Linked DNA regions of Mus musculus: region 2 is linked to region 1. The links are chromatin contacts, called in public HiChIP or PLAC-seq maps. All regions are on one chromosome and are shown on one strand. Each heading gives the region's core, a stretch centred on a gene start, on an enhancer-like site or on the middle of the called end of the contact. The rest is flanking DNA. Distances are from core to core; before and after follow the strand shown.

What was found. HiChIP or PLAC-seq counts read pairs in DNA pulled down with a chosen protein or histone mark.
Region 2: an H3K4me3 HiChIP or PLAC-seq map of embryonic stem cells shows a contact between it and region 1, with 62 read pairs. The contact joins two enhancer-like sites. A contact is called at or near these places in 4 of 15 datasets of contacts at CTCF or cohesin (CD8 T cells, the NIH/3T3 cell line, large pre-B cells and 1 more), 12 of 484 Hi-C or Micro-C datasets (the C10 cell line, bone marrow-derived macrophages, cerebral cortex and 8 more) and 25 of 115 datasets of contacts at active chromatin or transcription factors (CD8 T cells, the NIH/3T3 cell line, acute myeloid leukemia and 14 more).

The regions. Positions count from the first base shown.
Region 1 is chr3:131,361,082-131,367,295 of GRCm38.p6, reverse strand. All of the region lies in intron 1 of Sgms2 (sphingomyelin synthase 2), which reads left to right. Among named protein-coding and RNA genes, the nearest start is that of Cyp2u1, 61 kb to the right of the region's middle. Within about 2 kb of position 2,400, at least 163 of the 459 cell types and tissues checked have an H3K27ac peak or open chromatin away from gene starts, as enhancers often do. A contact at or near this core is called in embryonic stem cells and trophoblast stem cells, where this site is marked.
Region 2 is chr3:131,467,209-131,473,008 of GRCm38.p6, reverse strand. The region is part of intron 1 of Sgms2 (sphingomyelin synthase 2); the gene reads left to right. Among named protein-coding and RNA genes, the nearest start is that of Sgms2, 20 kb to the left of the region's middle. Within about 2 kb of position 3,163, at least 28 of the 459 cell types and tissues checked have an H3K27ac peak or open chromatin away from gene starts, as enhancers often do. A contact at or near this core is called in embryonic stem cells and trophoblast stem cells, where this site is marked.

The DNA of each region.
Region 1 (6,214 bases), core at 1,151-3,650:
TTCCCTACGATCCAGACTTACTCATTACAGCCAAGTTGACTTGCCTACTGTTTGCAAACATATAACTCCCCCTGTGCACACACTATCCCTTCCGTTTCAGACCATCCCTCACTCAACAGCATAATTCCTCTTCATCCTTCAGATCTGAGTTGAAAAAGCCTTTCTTCCAGGAAGCCTTCCCTGAACTTTCTGAACAAGGTCGTGTCCTTGGCTCTGTGTTGCTATAGCCCTCAACTTTTTGATTACCCAGACGTTTATCTCCCTGTGTGATAGGGAATTGTATATTTTTCTCAGTTCTTCTGCAGGCTCTGTGAAACAGGGGGTAAAGGCTATCTGGTTCACCTGGCCACAATGGAAAGATGCCTAAGTGAAGGTTAAATACTGTTTCAAAGCAAGACAGTCTGTGCTCATTTGGATCTCGAGGTATACAGGCAACAAATGGTTCACTGTCATAGACAGGGCTCTGTGCACATGTGACGAGGAGGAGTCCCCAGCCAATCATAGAAAGGAAATTCTTTTAAAGTCTTTATGAAGCAGGTACCAACACATTCATGAGTTTAAATTAGGTGTCTGCAGGCAAATTCATCTCTTAAAGTCCAAACTCAGAGAAACTAAAGTCCTGAGCTTTCAAGTCCCAGCAATACACATGGACCTAAACACTTTTTTCTTTAGGGCCACAAGGAGTCCACCTGTCAACTGTTAACTCTATTCAAAGAAAATTTGCTTTAGACAAGATTAAGAACTTTAAAATATTTAGGGAATAATTCATACCCTTTATATCTTGCTAACAAGTTTAAATGCAATCAGTTTGGGATCATAAGAGTACTCTTTTCTTAAATAATCTATTGTTTTAATATGTCTTTTGAAAGAACACTGTTTTGAAGATGATAAAGGTTTAATATGATGCTTAAGGTGATCAGATCTAAAAACATGCATACAATCAATTCTAAACAAGTCTGTATTTATATATTTATTCATAAACATATATGTGTGTGTGTGTGTGTGTGTGTAACAATAATAATTAAAAAGAGGCCATGAATTTGAGAGGGGGCCATAGGAGGTGTTGGTGGGGGAATTTATGAAATTAACATTTTAATTAAAAATTGCTACTTAAGTCTATACTTGTATAGCTGTTAAAAATAAGTCAAGTCCATATTACCCTTAGAGTGATTATTAGGACCTGTGGATATAAGGAATACTGAAAACCCAGTATTAGAATGAAAATTATGGGGCAAGAAGAAAAAGGTTTTAAATTGCTTTTGTATCCTTCCATCCAAAAATGCTAAATAAATTTAGGATCTAGGGCTTTTCCACAGACACAAAGCTTACATCTTACTCTGTTGTATGTGTCTAAATAGATTCACCGAAATTGAGGACATTCAAATGAAACAAAACCCAGAATACTCAAAACAGAAACTTAAAAATAGAAAAACAAACAAAAACATCCAAGCCCATTCATGTATCTATGTTTTCAGGTTAAAAAAATAGCAATTTTTGAATATTAAATAACCAGGAAATGGAGAATCTAACAAAAAAGGAGGAAGAATGGATATGATCATATGTCATGGTATCCACGTTCAAAGAGTATTTTTTTAACTACAAGAAAAGTCAAACACTGTTGGAGCCTTATGGGACTCAGGCTCGGAGCGTTTGGGGTGGGGGTGGGGGCTGAAGATCCCTGTTCATCCAGGGTTTTGTGGACCAGGTGAGCACTGTGCAGTGTTCCCTGCTAGCATCCCTAGCTTCTACAGGAACCCAACTACATCCTCCATCCCGAATCCCAAGACAAAATTAACAAAATGGCTTTAGCCAGCTGTGCCACCCAAATGGTATTTGAGGGCGAGAAGTCTCTTAGTTCCAAAGCTGCTCACCATTGTATCCCACAATTCTTGATATAAGGGGGAAAAAGTGAAATCTTGTTTCTGGTCTGGGACGGATTCCACCAAGTGACTCAGTCTTCTTACAAAAAAAAAAAACAAAAACAAAAAGGAAAAGCTTTTTTGCCTATGAGGTCAGGATTAATTAGTCACTACCGTTTGGGAGTGTGCTGTGTTTACTGAGTTATGAGAGAGAAATTCACTGGTAAATTCGTGACCAAAAGGGGACTTCCTCACTCTGTAGAATTCCGCTCGCTCTCCCGGGAAGAGCAGGAATCCTGTCTCCTGTTCCAGTCTCGCCTTTCCTTCTGCTCTGAGGAATGGGTGTATTCTCCGTACGTACGTACTTACGTGCGTACGTATGCCATACCCCCTTTGAATTCTCTCGACCTAAAGGGAATGCCGAAGGAGCCCCCACTACCAGTGAGGAAAGTTGGGGGAAAGGGTCTGGGTTAAGCATTAATCCAAGAATCAGTGTGCAGCCGGGGAGAAGGTCACACTGGGTAAATAATCAGCTGTACCTGGGCTGAGCTGCCTTTTCCACTGCCAAACACAAACCTTCCGGTTACTAGGCAACGGCCGTGACTCGCACCCTGAATACTTCACTACAATGAAATGTCCAGCCCCCACATTTCCAGGAAATGCCCTTCTTTTAAGTCACTGGGGACCTGGGCGAACAGTCACTCAGGGTATCAGGTACCTTAGCCTGCCACTTGTCAGTGCCTGAGGGATGTAAGCTTAGGACAAACACAGATGTGCTGACCTGACCGTGAGAAGGAAGAGCGGAGTGGGGAAAAGCTGTACAGTGAATCACCTCCTTCACAGAATGACCCACGGGAGATGAAATCCATTGCCTTTAGAGAGGGAAAAGCGCACACTCCTAATCACTAAAATAGCCCAAGGTCCCAGAAGGTCACACCGTAACTTAGTGGCGGAGAGATAGGCTCTGGATCCAGATAGCTTCTATCGCTGTGATAGATATCTGAGGTTAGCTTGTCACTCCTCAGATGTGGACAGATAGCACCTGCCAGGTGAAGTGGCTGTGGGTGTTGACACCAATAATCAGGAAGTGCTAGAGCGGCCAAGCAGCTGTTATTCTGTGTACGCTGGGGAAGGGACATCTGGCCTCCAGGGAGGCCCAGCTAAATTAGGTAGAAAGGCACGGAAGGAAGGCACAGATAAGTGGGACCATATAGGAAGATATGAGAATCCTGATTACAGAAATTGTAACTAAACCACTTCATTTCTGAGGCTCTCCAGAATTCCATACTTTGCAAATCGGATGTTGAAAAGCCACATTAGCACTACACCGTGAGAATTTGTCTCGTGACTCCTAACATAAGAAGAAAGCAGCTTTCGTTTTTTTACTTCTTTTTCATACCACAGGCTACATCACAAATTTTTTTTGTAGAATTTATAATGGGACATGTAATTATACAAAGTAGCCACATGAAATTCTGGGAGCTTCTATCTGACGGATATGCAAATAAGCAGACGTGACCGACTCCAGGTTCTTCGGGGTCTTAACAAAATGTAGGATGATTCCAGTCTGCATGTGTATGGGCAGTACTTTCAGCGGCCGCCGTAGGTCCTCAGTAGAGTGCTTGGCTAGAGGCCAGCGACTGCATCGTTGTAAAACATGGAGTCTACCCTCTCAGCTCGGAACTAGTAGGAAAGAGAAGCCCGAGTAAGTAGCGAGCCGGGACGCTTTGTGGGACTGTGAACAGGTGCATGATGGCAGAGGGGAGGTCAGATGTTAAGGGATCCTGTGGGTACAGTGTGACTCACCTGGGGCCAGGAGTTCAGATGGACCAGAAGATGTTCTGTGTCTAAGACCTGTGGGAGCCATGACACATGAAGGCAGAATGAGGAGTGGTGGGTGAGCCTTTCTTCCCGCTGAACCCGCATCAGGGTCTGTTGCGTCTGGGTGGGGCTGGTGAGCTTTGGGTCCTACCACTTTCTTAAGGAAGTGGTAGGACCCAAAGCCCATTGAGGACCCTGCTTCTGGGAGCTGCCCCCAAGCCAGACATCATGAGTTGAGTTAGCCAGACATCTCGTTTGGCTGTAAACACAGAAGCACACTTTCTTGTTCAGTAGCTATGGAGACATTTTTTTTTTTCTTTCTATTTTGTTTTGAAGCAGGGTCTCATCTAGCTAGGGCTGGCCTTGAACCCCTCCTGTTCCTACCTCTGCTTGCCAAGTGCTAGGATTACAGGCAAATGGATGGAAAGACAAATTATTAAAAATCAGGCAAATTATCACACATTTTCTTCATGCAGATTCTAGATTTTATATACATACATACATACATAGATGGATGTTAGTTTGCTCATAAATTATGCTGCGTATATGTATGTATTTTGTATATAATATATATATTACATATATAATACATACATTAACTTCTGCAGTGTGTGTGTGTGTTTACATGAATATGACAACTAGGTTAAAACTGGAGTGATGTGCTATCCATTAAAAAAAAAATCAAATATAAGATGGAAAATTTACTACCCGAACGTTCTCTTCTTGTTTGATAAAGTGTTTACTCTTAAGCATTAGTGGATGGGATGGACACTGGGCACGGCCTCTGTAAACCAAGGTCTGCAGTGTCAGCAGCTGGGATTTAGCTGAGTGGCGGAGCACAGACCTACGATGCACACACAGGCCCTGGGTTTGATCTGCAGCGCTAGAAGGTAACTTGCAGATCCCTCCTTTTGCTTTGTGTTTCTTCCTCTTTTCCCTTTGTGTTACATTTTATTCATCTGTATGCTACATATGCAGTGGTGCTCAGAGTACAAGCTGCAGGAGTCCTTCTCTATGTCACCTGGGGACTCAGACACCTGTTGTTGAGCCTGGGGCTTCCTCCTGTAGAACCATCTTGTTGACCTTCCATTTTAAGTACTTTAAAAATCTTGTTTCCTTCAATGTGTATGCATGTTTTGCCTGTGTGTGTGTGTGTGTGTGTGTGTGTGTGTGTGTGTTCATTGTGTGCTGGTGCCTGCAGAGGTCAGAAGAGGGTGCCAGATCCCCCCTGGAGCTCAGATTACTGATAGTTGTAAAGCTGCCTTCTAGGTGTTGGGAACAGAACATTGGTTTGTGCTCTAAACCACTGAGCCATTTCCCCAGCTTCAATTTTCAATACTTTAGAAAAGCTTATTAAATATCAGCCATGTTAAACGTACTTAGACTAACTAGAGTTATTTCCTAGGACTGGCTTTGTAGTGCTATGATGGTCAGCTGGTAGCACACTGGTGACCTTTCGCTCCTCTGGGCTGACCTCTGAGCTCACCCGGCAACTCCCGACCATTAAACTTGCTTCTCACTAACCACATCTTGTTCTGGAAGTTTTCAGCTTTTAGGTTCCACTTAAAATAATTATCTGTAGTATTAATGATTAATATTTTTTCTCTGATGAGCCTGAATCAAGAAGTCTGTATTAAAATCATACTTAATTAGAGGCACGTGGCGGAGAACATGCTTTGGACTGGGGGGGGAGGGGCATGTCTGAAGCTAGCCTGGGCAATATCTTGTTTCATGCAGCAAACACAATTAATAGTGATGTCTTATTTAGCTGGATTCATTCCAGTAGGACAGGGTATTCCACATCAGGCCCCCCACAAAGCTTGCTTCCTTTCCTTTCCTTTCCTTTCCTTTCCTTTCCTTTCCTTTCCTTTCCTTTCCTTTCCTTTCCTTCTTTTCTTTCTTTCTTCTTCTTCTTCTTCTTCTTCTTCTTCTTCTTCTTCTTCTTCTTCTTCTTCTTCTTCTTCTTCTTCTCCTTCTCCTTCTCCTTCTCCTTCTCCTTCTCCTTCTCCTTCTCCTTCTCCTTCTCCTTCTCCTTCTCCTCCTCCTCCTCCTCCTCCTCCTCCTCCTCCTCCTCCTCCTCCTCCTCCTCCTCCTCTTCTTCTTCTTCCTTCTCTCTCTCTCTCTCTCTCTCTCTCTCTCTCTCTCTCTCTCTCTCTCTCTTCCCCCCCTTGTGCTATTTAGATGCCTAAGTAGTAGTAAGTGGAATTCAGCAGGTTTTTTTCCCCATGATTTATTTACCTACTTATGTGGCTTATTCTGTGGTATTATCTGAAGAATATAGAATCATGGTTTTTTTAAATTATATTTTAAATTGTAATAAAACAGGAGTTTATCTTTAAAGCCGTCCCTGCTGTAGGGTAGGGCAGAAGAAACAGAGAGAGCTAGGAGATTTAATTCTTTCAAAGGGCAAAGTCTGGGTTGGAAACCAGAGACAAGACTGTAGTGTGCTACCATGCAAGTTGGCCTTTTTCTTTGCTTCTGAGTGTAGTAAGGACATAGACAGCACTGGGTGAGCTTTGGCCACTCCTTCTTTT
Region 2 (5,800 bases), core at 1,914-4,413, 100 kb before region 1:
CAAGTAGACTCAGTCTGATGTCATTATGTTGCAGCGCAGACACTAAGATTGATGGAGAGGAGGGTAAGTTTTAACTAATTTGGGTTATTTTCAGAGTGCCCTTGTAATGGCCAGAATCAGGGACATGGTGACTGTCGGGAGTGCATAGTTGATTCTGTAGCCTGAACACTTAATGTACGGAAAGCTTAAGTAATTAATTTGTAGATTCTCTTAATACTTTCATAGTGCATCATAGAAAAGATCATGGCAGATTCCCTCTAAGAGAGATAAAGAGGAAAATGTGAATTTTCACTTGTATCTCAGAGGTAACAGAATTTTGGCAACTAATGGTCATTTCAAGAAAAACAAACTTGGGGTCTGTGTGTGGTGGTGCATGCCTGTAATCCCAGCTGCTAGGGAGGATCAGACAGGAGGATTTAAAGTTCAAGGCTAGCCTGGACTACATGGAGAGAGACTCCGTCTCACTTAGCTCTCCATACACACACACAGAAAACAAGTTCCTGACTATGACCCTCTTATCCCCGATCCTTTCACTGCTGAGCTGAGATTCTGCATGCCGACAGATGTGGGAGAATCCAGGATTCATGCTTGTGTGTTGGGGGGACACAGGGCGGCTGTTTGAAATCTGATGATGGAGTTATAATCCAGTGTTTTACTTTCCCATTGCGTCTTTGTTGACCCTTAACTGCGTGTATACACACACCTCTGCCCTATGATGTAATCTGAGCCTAGCTTTTGCTCCATTCATATTTTTAAACGCTTCTTTTTGAGTTGTAGTTATTTTTATTTTGTATGTGTTTTGCCTATATGTATGGCCGTGTACCGCTTGCAATGCAGTTCCAGAAGAGGCCAGAAGAGGGCCTCTTAGGGGGGTCCAGATAGATCCCTTGGAACTGGATTTACAGATGGTTGTGAGGCACTGAGGGGTGCTGGGGGCGGAAGCTTGATCCTCTGCAAAGGCTGTCGGTGCTCTTAGCTTTGGAGCCCTCCCCCCAGCCTCCTGGGATTTCTTTAATTGCCTTTCATCAGTGAGCTAAGGATGCTAATGAGGCTCCAGGCAGGAGGCTGTGCAGGAGGAAGGTTGCTTCTGAATGGTTTCATAGGACACAGGAAGGCCACGGGTAGTGTTGGTCACTAAGCATCCTTTGCACGGATGGATGGTTGAGCCCTGTGCTGCTTTCCTTCGGCTGGGGGATGCCAAACTGAATTATTATTTCTTTTTTTGGTGGGGGTGTGGGGAGCCAGGCTCTTTCTATGTACCTTGGCTGTTCTGGAACTAACTATGTAGACCAGGCTGGCCTCAAACTCACACACAGATCCATGCACTGCATCCAGAGTGCAGAGATTAGAGGCATTCACCCCCCAGCGCACCAGGCTTGGATTCTGTCTTTTAAATGATACGCTTGAGAACGCATGCGCACTCTAGGGCATGGACTACTTACAGTGTCCCTTTCCGTACCCCCTCCCCAACCGCCAATCTCAAGTTGCAGGTTTTCATCGTTAATAAAACCCATTCTTAGTAAAAATCCAGTTTTCCTTCCTAAAAGGATGGACCTCGCTCGAGCCCCGCTTTCACTGAAACATTACCAATGCCTTAGGGCTGAGCACATACTCACGTGATTCATTAGCTATGTCTACATCCTAAGGATCACCTAATTGTTTCAGTATAAAGTTTAAAAAGAAATACCTTCTTAAAAATCATTCGTCCTCAAAAAAAAAAGTTAATTTAAGAGGGAGTGTCTGTATAAAGAACTCAGCTGGACACTAAACATATCCAAGATTTAACCAGCAGAGCTCTCGGGTGTGCCCGCGCCATTGATTTATAAACTCTTAGTGCTACCCCCATGGTTTCTCAATACTGGGTTTGGAAGCAGAAGTGGAAAGAAGTGCGGTGTCAGCCATGAGTTGCCATAGATACACTTGTCAACACGAGCTGTTAGCTCCGGCTGCCATGGCAACAGGAGATGGAGGGTGGGTGGGTGGGGTGGGGCTGAGGCCAGTCCTCAGGTCAGCCTCCCTCTGAGGTTGACTTGGGGCTGAGAAGGCTCCAAGGTCTCCCATCCTGTGGGCTGAGATTAAGAGTAAATTTGCTGTGCCCTGAGTGAATGCTACTTTATAAAGGGCATCCAGGGAGGCAGCCTCCGTCCGTGTGGAATCTGTCGCTGGGAATGTGGTCCCTAGAAGCCACAAGAAGGTCTTTCAGGATGAATTGTTTTTATTTGAAATTACAGTGTAGGGCTTGGATGGAATTTTGAAAGCTGCTGAGAAATAACCTTTGGGTATGTGGCTGTTATTTCTGTAGATAGGTTTCCGTCTAATGGTGGAGTACAAGGCCTGTGGGCTGTCTGTTTAGAAGGAATATAGGAGGTCAATTTTTGAGAAGCGATTAAAATACTTAAGAGCTTGTGTCACTGTAGGGATGGGGAATGTGCAAACCAAAGTGGTTGTGCATAAAGAAGGGCTTTAAAAATGTGAGGACAGGGCTGGAGAGATGGCTCAGTGGTTAAGAGCTCTGGCTGCTCTACCAGAGGTCCTGAGTTCAATTCCCAGCAACCACATGGTGGCTCACAACCATCTGTCATGGGATCTGAGGCCCCTCTTCTGGTGTGTCTGAAGACAGCGCCAATGTGCTCACATAAAATAAACAAATCTTTTTTCAAAAATGTTGAGTACATGCTCTTTGTAAGATATGACTCTTCAGTACCCAAAGGAGCCAGACAAGCCCACCAAGCAGTCAGTCACTGGAAGTAGCTCGTGTGCAAATGGAATCTAGCTGTCTCAAAGGTAGATTGACTAACTGCTCATACTTGGATTTTGGTTGCTGATTTGTATGGCCATTGATCTGGTTTTTGTTACCCAAGTTGTTAGGGTCACAGCTTAAGCCCTGTAGCCTGACTTACTAGGCTCTGCCATCCTCCTTCAGTGTGCCAACTAGACAGAGAAGTGACAGGGACAACCAGAGGAAGATGTACTCTGTGTGTTCACCTTGAGCAGAAGAGCAAATGAAGAGATCCAGTGGACCCCTCTCACCCCCCCAAACTCCACGCTCAGGGTCTTAGCTTGAAGCTTAGATTTAAATAGGAGACAGGAAGTGTGCATAACTGAGCAGGCTAGGACCAACCCTGCCCTCCTCCCCCTTGTCCCAGCCTCACTCTGAGCTTTATAACCTCTTTCCAGGAGGCCGGTTCCTGCTCAGGGTGGCACCAGCCTGGAGCCTTTTCTTCTTCCCAGCATGAGATTCCCACGGAAATTCCAGCTTCTCAGAGGCCATTGTTTGACTCCTCTGACAGTTTGATTTCTGATGGGGGCCTGTATCTGTAAGGATCCACTTCAGGTCCTCAGGCTTGGTGGCAAGCACCTTTACCCACTGAGCCGTATCACCATCCTTGCAAGAATGTTCTTACTACTTCAGAATGTAGCCCTCCGATAGAGTACTTCCTCACATGCACAGGCCCTGGGTTCAATACCTGGTGTACATACACACTACACACACTACACACAAGTTCACACACCCAGGCAACCAAGCAGAATACTAAAATAAGCAAACAGAAACAACGTTCTTAACCAGAGAGAGATCTAGATTTATATTTTCTTTTATATATGAATGTTTTAGCTGCATGCATGTGTATGTACCACATATGCTTTTGGTGCCCGTGGAGGTCATAAGAAGCCATCGGATCTCCCTGAACTGGAGTTACCCATGGTTGTAAAACCCCATGTGGGTGCTGGGAAGTGAACCTAGATTCTCAACACGTGCTCTTAAGCATTGGGAGTTTAAGCCTCCGCACTGAGAGTTTCTCTGCATTGCCAGTTATGTATTTTGAATGGAAAGCGAATTCCTAGTCTGTGAATTGTCTTACTTCTCTTAACTGCCTTTTTGCAGGCAGAAATTTCACAGGTTAGTGAGATCCGGCTTACCCACTGTTTTCTTCAATGGTTTATGGTTTTGATGTATCTAAAACACATTGCCAAATACATGGCCATATAAATACTTTCCACATCAGCCCCTCCATGCTTTTGTAATGAGGTGCCCAGTCGCTGAGGCATAACCTGTTAGAGGCTCTAGGCTTCTCTGTGAGAAACAGGCCTTGCAAGGATTTCTTGGAGTGCTCTGTTTCTTCCGATTCCCTTGGGTTCCATCAGCAGAAGTTTCTAGACGACAGGGCTGTGTTTTCATGGGCACAGTGTGCTTCCATCACTCTCTGATGTACCCAACAGCAGGCCTGCCCAGAACTTCATGGTAATGAGGGTTCCATGGTTCTGCATCCATTGTAGCGGCCATAGCAGCCAATGGGCACTTGAAATGGCCGGTGGAGCCAAGGACGTGCATTGTTTCAGTTAACTTAAACTTGAGTGGCTTGGTGTACCTTATAGCTGTGGCTGTAAACCGCACAGCAGTAGGAAATTCAGACAGATTAGAAAGACTCCTGGTCCACCGTGCTCACCTGTCTCCCTCAGTGCAGCCTTGATGAGCGTCTCTTAGACGGCAGGCAGAGTACTAGGTACCGGGAAAACGAGAGTGAAGCATGTAGTGAGGTTGAGTTCCCTGAAGGTCTTCAGATTCAAGTGACTTTCTGAAGGTCACAGGGCGTATCTTCTGATGGACCCATGCCGTGTCCCTCAGGAAGCCCCTTTGCTCCTGTCTCTTGGTATTCACCATTAGAAGGCGGCTCACCATGTATCATTACATGCCACCAACGTAAAGTATAGACTAGGAGGCCAGGGGCAGAGCGTTTGTGTGGGTGAACCCTTTGGTTCAGTCGTTAGCACCACAGAAGGGAAAATGGGGAGGGGATGTATGAACGAGTGGTCTGCTTTTGCTGGAAAGACAACACGTGCATGCATTTCTTGGCTCCCTTGGAACCAATCATTCACTCTCAGGAAAGGTTAAGCAAAGATGTATAAGGATCCTCCTACCTGTTAGATGCTGTAGAGGGGCGAGAAGAAGCCTCAGGGCATGGCACATGGGCGAAGTCACATACTTCTCCTGAAGGTGCCTTTATTATCAGATCAAGATTGCTGGAAAATGATATTCTTGGCATCACACAAAGTAACACCCGAACAAAGCAAAATTAACCCAGCAAGGCAAATTTCATTTTGTCAAAAGGATACAGCACGACCCTGTCTGGGTTAGCATGCACATGGGCCCTGGGGGAGGGCCATCCCCGTAATCTTGTGCTAATGTAGGTGGTGACCGTGTCTCATCTGATGCTGTGGGCTAGTTCATAATCTGTGTAAAGGAAATGAAGGAAAGGGGGAAAGGGTGGGCAGCTTGGGTCATCAAGTTCCTGGGAATGCAGCAGAGGCCTTTATGCAAACAGAAGTTTTACCAGGTAGGCAGCATTAAAGATATGAAGGTAGATAGATGGATGGATAGATAGATGGGTGGATAGATGGATGGATAGATGGATAGATAGATAGATAGATAGATAGATAGATAGATAGAGACTTATTGAATATTGATCTTTGGACTAACCACCCTTGATTAACCGTTTCTCACAAGATAATGTCCACGATGACTCGTCTGTTTGCTAATCATCAAAGTCATTTAATGTCCCTGCCAGAAGTGAAGTAAAGAGACCATGTGTCTCAATTTGACTATCAGACTACTGCAACAATGAACCCAAAGACATGAGATTTCCCTATGAATCTCAATGTTGGGGGAAGGAAAGGGCTCCAACTGGAGGAGACTTTATCTCCTGGAAAGTCATTTCACCCAGCTCTGACAACTCACCAGATCACCTCATAGAATGAAACTCAAGTTCAGACAGCGAGGGGTTAAGGGTGGATGGGACCACCC